Regions from separate parts of the Bombyx mori genome. Here region 1 is linked to region 2. A link is a contact called in public Hi-C data. All regions are on one chromosome and are shown on one strand. The core of a region is the stretch at or near the end of the contact, and the rest is flanking DNA. Distances in the headings are between cores, read along the strand shown.

What was found. A called contact is a pair of places that touch in the nucleus more often than the background predicts.
Region 1: a contact with region 2 is called in a Hi-C map of posterior silk gland, with 2.0 times the contacts expected there. The contact joins the enhancer-like site here to the promoter of LOC101740372 in region 2. A contact is called at or near these places in 2 of 7 Hi-C or Micro-C datasets (posterior silk gland and whole pupa).

What each region holds. Positions count from the first base shown.
Region 1 is chr18:12,850,505-12,853,879 of ASM3026992v2, reverse strand. The region is part of intron 2 of LOC101740372 (visual system homeobox 2); the gene reads right to left. Among protein-coding and RNA genes, the nearest start is that of LOC101740372, 46 kb to the right of the region's middle. Within about 2 kb of position 1,874, at least 1 of the 8 cell types and tissues checked has open chromatin away from gene starts, as enhancers often do.
Region 2 is chr18:12,804,346-12,807,788 of ASM3026992v2, reverse strand. It overlaps LOC101740372 (visual system homeobox 2), which reads right to left and starts at 1,502. Exons shown (of 8, transcript XM_062673754.1): 1 at 729-1,502. The coding sequence starts at 1,029.

The DNA.
Region 1 (3,375 bases), core at 625-3,124, 46 kb before region 2:
CAAAATAAAACAATTCACACAATTTCGCCGCTCGTGTTCCCGCCAAAAAACCCAAAGCCAATATTTTTGAATACAAAAATTTTATGAGTTTTTTTTTGTCTTGTTAATGTAAGCCAAGGAATCTTAAATATAATATCCTGTCCACCTTTCAGTTACAAGTTATAAGATTCTTCCAAATCACCCGACCATAGCAACCTCCTTCATTTTCGCACCTAACTCTTTAATTCGTAACCCCCTATTCACATCCTAATCTCGTACACGTATTATCAGCCTATTCGTGACCCGAAAGTATTAAATAGAACAATTAAATAAATAAAACATTAAGGGAATTCAATTCAGGTCTCAATTTAAACACAGAGTTCCGAATAATATTCATAGATGGCGTTATCAGATCCATTCGACAAGCTACCAGTTTAAATTTCTTGACATTCAAGTTCTAATTTTCGATTATCATTTAAAATTAATAATCCATCAAGTAAAATGCATCCTATATTTTTTGTACTTAGTAATTTCATCTGACAATTAAAAAAATGTACCTTAATCTGAGTTATTAGTCGGATTTGGGTTTTGGTGCTATTTAGTCTGAGTTATCGAGTGCTGTTAATACGCTACTGGTGGTAGCGCGTGTTGGGAACTCGCAAGGGCAGGTACCACTATATTTCCGGAAAAAGAAAACATTCAGTCACTTTGTAAATCATCGCTAATGATGAAAATTTCTACACCATAGCTTATTAATATATATTTTTTTGGTTTAAAATAGTAAAATTGGCAACACTATTTATTGGTCTACCAATCCACAAACGTAATGGATACAACGGATCAGTATTAAATCGTTCATTCATTCAAAAAAGTAAAATAAAAATTAACCCAAAACCAGTATAACAGAAACACCATTAAAAATAAACTAAATTTAAAACATTACCTGTGTAAAATTGTCGGACTGCTACATTACATGAAACAAAAAAAAAATAGAATTAAAAATCTTAAAACTGATAAATGTACATAATATGTATGTAGGTATGTAATAAAACCAAAACTAGACGTGTCTAGAAATTTCGTGGTCTATAATATAAAAGTCACATTTGTAAATGTGGAAAGATTCCAAATTCAAATTGTGAAATTCAAATAAATTTCTAACGGTTAAAAAAAGCCACAGTCTTAAGAAGAAGCGGTGATACAAACACAGGGAACTCTTTTAATACGATTAATTCTATCAAGCGTATCGAGACTGAAGTTTATTGACTGGCGACGATAAGACCGTTATAAATTGAGCTTTATGAATGTGTTATTAAGGTAAAAGTTTCCGCAAACGGACACTCGAATCTTTTATGAAATTAAACAATAATTTTACATGCGTATTAATATATAAACCGATTCTAAAACAAAATCATTGGTTTAGAGATTGGTATAGGCACGAGCAGATTTGAGGTCGTTGTGGCCTATGGGATAAAAAGCCATTCGGCGGGGTTCAAATCAATGATAGTAATCCTTCTAATCAAACACAAACAAAAATGACATCCATGTTGAAATATAACATCGCGTAATAATAAAAAAAACGCGGAACAATTTAATTTTTAAAATCAACGTTGGAAGCTCATGTTGTAGGCAGATGTAAGTACCACTTCCCTGTTATATATAGTCTTCATACTACCCAGCTGAATCTTCCACTTGTCTCGATGCGGTTGATGACATTGTAAAATTCATGGGTCCCAGTGATCACTTAGAGCCGTGAACTCATTCACGCGTCTAAGCAGCGAAATCTTCGCAACGCGTCAATCGAAAAAAGTTCACCGCGATATCGCATTACACGTTATTTGTTCCCGCACGGACAGGTGTCAACAAAAATCGACGAAAAACGACCGAGGCCTTGTACTGAGCTGCTAAAGGTCCATTGTACTGCGGCCAGAGCCTTTTGTGACGCGATATTATGATCTTGGGCTTTTAAGCAACCGTCCTGGTCAGCGTTCGTTCTTTTTGGGAATAATAATGTTCGTGGATTTTTTTTGAGCATCAATTGACACTAGGGAACTTGGCTGCTCGTTTTATGAGATCATAATCAAACTACTGTTGTTTTAAAAAAAAAAACAAGACAAATTTGTTTTAGCATCAATTTAACTAAAATTTAAACTCATCGTGTTATAAGAATTAAACATCACTTTCATTTCAGTTATTGTTGTTTTCAAAAAGCCTTTTTATACTAATCCTTAAAAATGACTAGGTCCTGAATCTTTTAAATACGATTAAGGTACAAAAAATAATAGATTAAAAAAACTAAAAAAATACGCTTATATAGAAAATCCAACTAAAAAATAGAAATTAAATTTTAATAAATTTGAATTAAAAATAGTGTAAGAAAAAATGATTTTATTGTGAAAAAAGCGTGAAAAAAGCGTCACGACATTACGGAGCTGGAGTGTGAGAGAGACAACGAGATAGTCCTGTTTCGCACACATTCTTTATTTTATCAATAGTTTATCTTTTTACGGATAGTTTATAATTCAATGTTGCTTTCATTTTCAATTTCATTTTTAAAATGAATTATGCGCTTAAAAATGTACATACAGTGTTGAAAAATGAAACCTGGGCTTCAACTTTATTGCTCAAGGAAAAGATTTTTATATAATGACGAAAAAAACAAATTGATTAACTAAGCCAAATTTGGTCACCCTACGACGTCAGTAATACCAGGGGCAAAGACAGTCAGGTCCACTGTGTCCTATTTATACGTAGAACTCACATGATTGACAATACAAAGACGAGAATCAAGTTTTCAGTACGAATGGTACCGAGATTTATTGAGAGAGATCTATTAGTTCTCAGTTCCACTGAGTTTCTCACCGGATCTTCTCGGTGGGCCACGATTCCGACCCGCTGATAAGGTCAGCGAAGCACTGCTCTTGCTAGGGTCAGTGTTAGTAATTCTCTCAGGTTGTGAAATTGTGGGCTCACCTTTTGGACTGTTAGTAGTTGGAATAGCCCCACTACCAACCATTATACCAAGATAAAGAATCTGAAGAAAAAAAAAACTCACATCGCACTGACGATCATATTAAATACCTACATTTAATTTAAAAAGAAATCATAGTCCAGTCAAAATAGTTAGAAAACAAGTGTTAGCGGGATGATCTAAAGATTCCAAAGATATTTGTTTCAGGTTTGTGCGAGAATTTAAAAGTTACGGTGTAAAAAAGCTCATTTATACATTAACTCTGAAAACATTACACTCCTATAATGGCTTTAAAGCGTGATTGTGATCATACTTTATTATAATTATATTAATACGGTTTCTGTATTGAAACTGCATAGTCTACGTATTTTTTTAAAAATCAAAATATTATATCCCTGACACAGCTTATATCTACGTTGATAGTAAAC
Region 2 (3,443 bases), core at 253-2,752:
TTTTCAAAGCGAACACACAACCTTTTATATCGTCTGTCGTATGAAAATGCTAATTATAATTATAAAAAAAAAACATCACTATGAACATTCAAAGAATTCATTTACACATTTCTCAATAAAGATCTTCATTAAAAGCCAAAATCAAAACCTCACTCGGTCGAGGTTCGATTACATTAATTGTTGAATCAAGATTATGATGCGTAACTTAAAAAATAATCATAATATCCTTACTAAATACTTTCAGGTATGAATATGTAAATATTTCGTAGAAATTATTCACTAGTGTCTTAATATGGATTGTAACCATTTGCAAAGGTTAAGGTTTTAGTTCAAATGAAGCAAATATTTAACTACAATGTTTTTTTTTATGGTTTACTAATGGCCCGGCGGTTTTTCCAGTTTCATTCACTAGGACAGGTAGTTTAATGTACCAATCTTTGTTGTAACAACAGTGACATGTAAGTCTTCTTTTTAATTCTATCTTCTCAAAAGTCTACTTGGACTATCTAAATTGATCTTCATTTCAATATTTCGCTCAATACAAATCGGATATTTTAGTACCGAAATTGTAAATTCACACCGATATTGCACAACAAACAAAATATATTTTGTCATGAAACAAATCTAACAGCTCTAAATTGATTAGAAACGATAACGTTAATTTGTGTTTTAGGCCAAAATTACAAAGTTAAATCGCGTGAGAATCTCAAAATACTATAGGTATTTACCTGGTGGATGATGCAGTAATGGAGGACCCGGGAGGAAGGCTGCGGCTACTGCAGCTTGAGCATTGAAAGCTGCTGCATAGGCCACGCGACTCGCAACAGAGGCCGGCAGAGGAAACTGAGGAGTGTAAGCCGACCGGGGCTCTCTGCTCTCAGATAAATTGAGTACTCTATCTCCATCTCTGCTCTCGAAGTATCTCTCTCTGCTCTCCCGATTATCGGAGAGACCTAGCAGCTCTTGGATGGCGAATGGAGAGCGCTGGGGTGCTCTGGGAGCGCTTGCGTTAGCGCTCATCGCTTGCATTTTGAGCGAAACAGTATCTGACCACTCGCTACGATCTCAGCTTACATAACTGAAGACATGTATCTTTGTCTTGTTTTTTTTTTGGAAATTTTATCACAATATTAGACCATTCGTTTACAAGTCACACTAATTCAATGTTTGAAAATTCACTTAATAATTATTAAACTAGAGTAGATTAGGCCTCGCTTAGGCTACAAGTTTACTTAAAGTTAGAATTTAGGTGCGATTGAAATTCGCGGAAAATTGTTGGTATCGTGTTAAAAACGCGACACGAGCGCTCTGTCCGGCGTCCGCAGCGCTTCTGAGCGGTACACCGCCGGGCGCTTTGTAAAAACGAGAGGACCCCCCTCGGCGTGCTGGCTCCCGAGGTTCACTGTCAAACCATCGTATTTCACCACCCCCCCGATACACGTTACGACGTTTCGGAACTGAAACGCTTACGGCAGCCGCAACGACGAAAGGACACAAGCGGATCCCCCGCTGACTTACAATGCGCCGTTTCGGAAATCACTCACCAGCCCCCCGGGCCACGCAGGCGGAGCCTACTTATAGCCAATACGGATATTTTGTTACCGCACTCTATTGGCCAGATTTCTTCGCGGGGGACACGCCTACGTGACGCCGCAGTACTCGAAACGGAGCCTTATTGGCAAGCGAATTAAACCGACATTGTATTAAATGGCAGCGCTGATATAATTTTGATTAATTGTGAGAAATGAATAGTCCGTGGCGTGGGGGCCAGGGGTCGGCAGACGGGGGTCGTGTACCGGACAGCCGGTATTATTCTATATTTTCTTGGCACTTTGCTTTATTATCGCGCTACTTCAATGGCCTCCTCTGGTACAAAACGACATTCGGTGTCGGCCGCATAATGTGCCATTATCAATCATTGGTCGTGCTCTACACCTGCAGCTCTACCTGCGGGTAGAGCACTTGAGGAATTCTTGTAGAGCTTAGTGTATATTCATGTTTCCTGTGTTTTGTGGTTTTTTTTTTAATAACTTGTAAATAATTTTGTTAGTTTAGTTTATAAGATTTTATTGACCAATGGTTTATTTGTAGATAATTGTTAATAAAGTTTTAGATAAAAAAAGGTTAAAAACCCAATACTTGTTTTGATACATTAAAAAAATTATAAATTTAATAATGTATAAATCTAGTTCTAAAATTTCGACTAAGTAGTATAAAGTTTATGAGATGGCTTTAGTTTTCGCTCTAAGCACACTCATTGACAGTGACAATGCCGATGTTCACGAGCAACGACAACCATACAGACAATTTAATTTTCTGAATAAATAAAAATATAAAAAAATCATTTGTATATCCACCACTAGCGTTAAACGAGACGTAAACTATTTATTTAGGTATTTAACTTTATGCACAAGACATGGCGGGGTACCGTAAGACGTTTCAGACCTTCCTTCTTAAAAGCTACGCAATGAACTCGACCACTCTATCAAGAATCAAACGACTAAGAAGACAATAGTAGGTAGGTACAGTGGCGGACTGATGCTTAAGGCACTCGCTATCAGTCAAACAAACGTGCTGTGGCATTGCCTTATCGCATTAAAATATATTGTATCACATTCCAATAAATATACAAGAGAAATATAATCTCTATGTGGAATAGGGATCGCAGCGCATAAAATAAAAACTACACTATTCCAAAATCTTCTATTATAATAGTAATTAATAATTAACACTAATTTTATTACGTCTTACTCATTTTTCAACCGTCTTCGCCATCTTCCAATTCTCTGTCATTCTATCTGTCATTCTCTTCTCTCTTTCTTTCCGTTTTCTCTCACTAACATCTTAACGCTCCGTTCCACACTCTATTCATACGTTCCGTTCTTACCAATCCTACACCTATATATTAATACGTGAAGCAAAAACTTTGTACACCTTTTTACGAAAATTGCGCAGACGGAGGTGTACGAAATTTCTCACACTTATAGAGAACATAGAGAAGCGGTGCAGAATGCTAATTTTTTTAAATTATGTATAAGAAATACATACATTAAATCGATAAATAAAACATTACACACACTACCGTGTATTTGACACACACACGCATATATACTCTTTTGTTCATTGTTAAAGTTTGTGGTCAAATTGAGAATAGATAAATATTGTTTGTCTTTAATATTATTTGTCTATAATGTAGTCTTGGCCAAATTTGTGATTATGAAAGTAAAGTCTTTGACTATAGAACCATATTAATGTTCAAACTTATAATTTCAATCAATAATAGTTGAATTTCGACTACTGGGCGACCATTACTATACCTGTTATAATATCGTAATTATTAATTTCGACGGCACCCAAAACACTTCATTACGGATCCGCCCGACCCATTAACGGTTCTTTTAGGTACCTCAAGCACCGCTCACCGTCCTCATCGAACCCGTCGC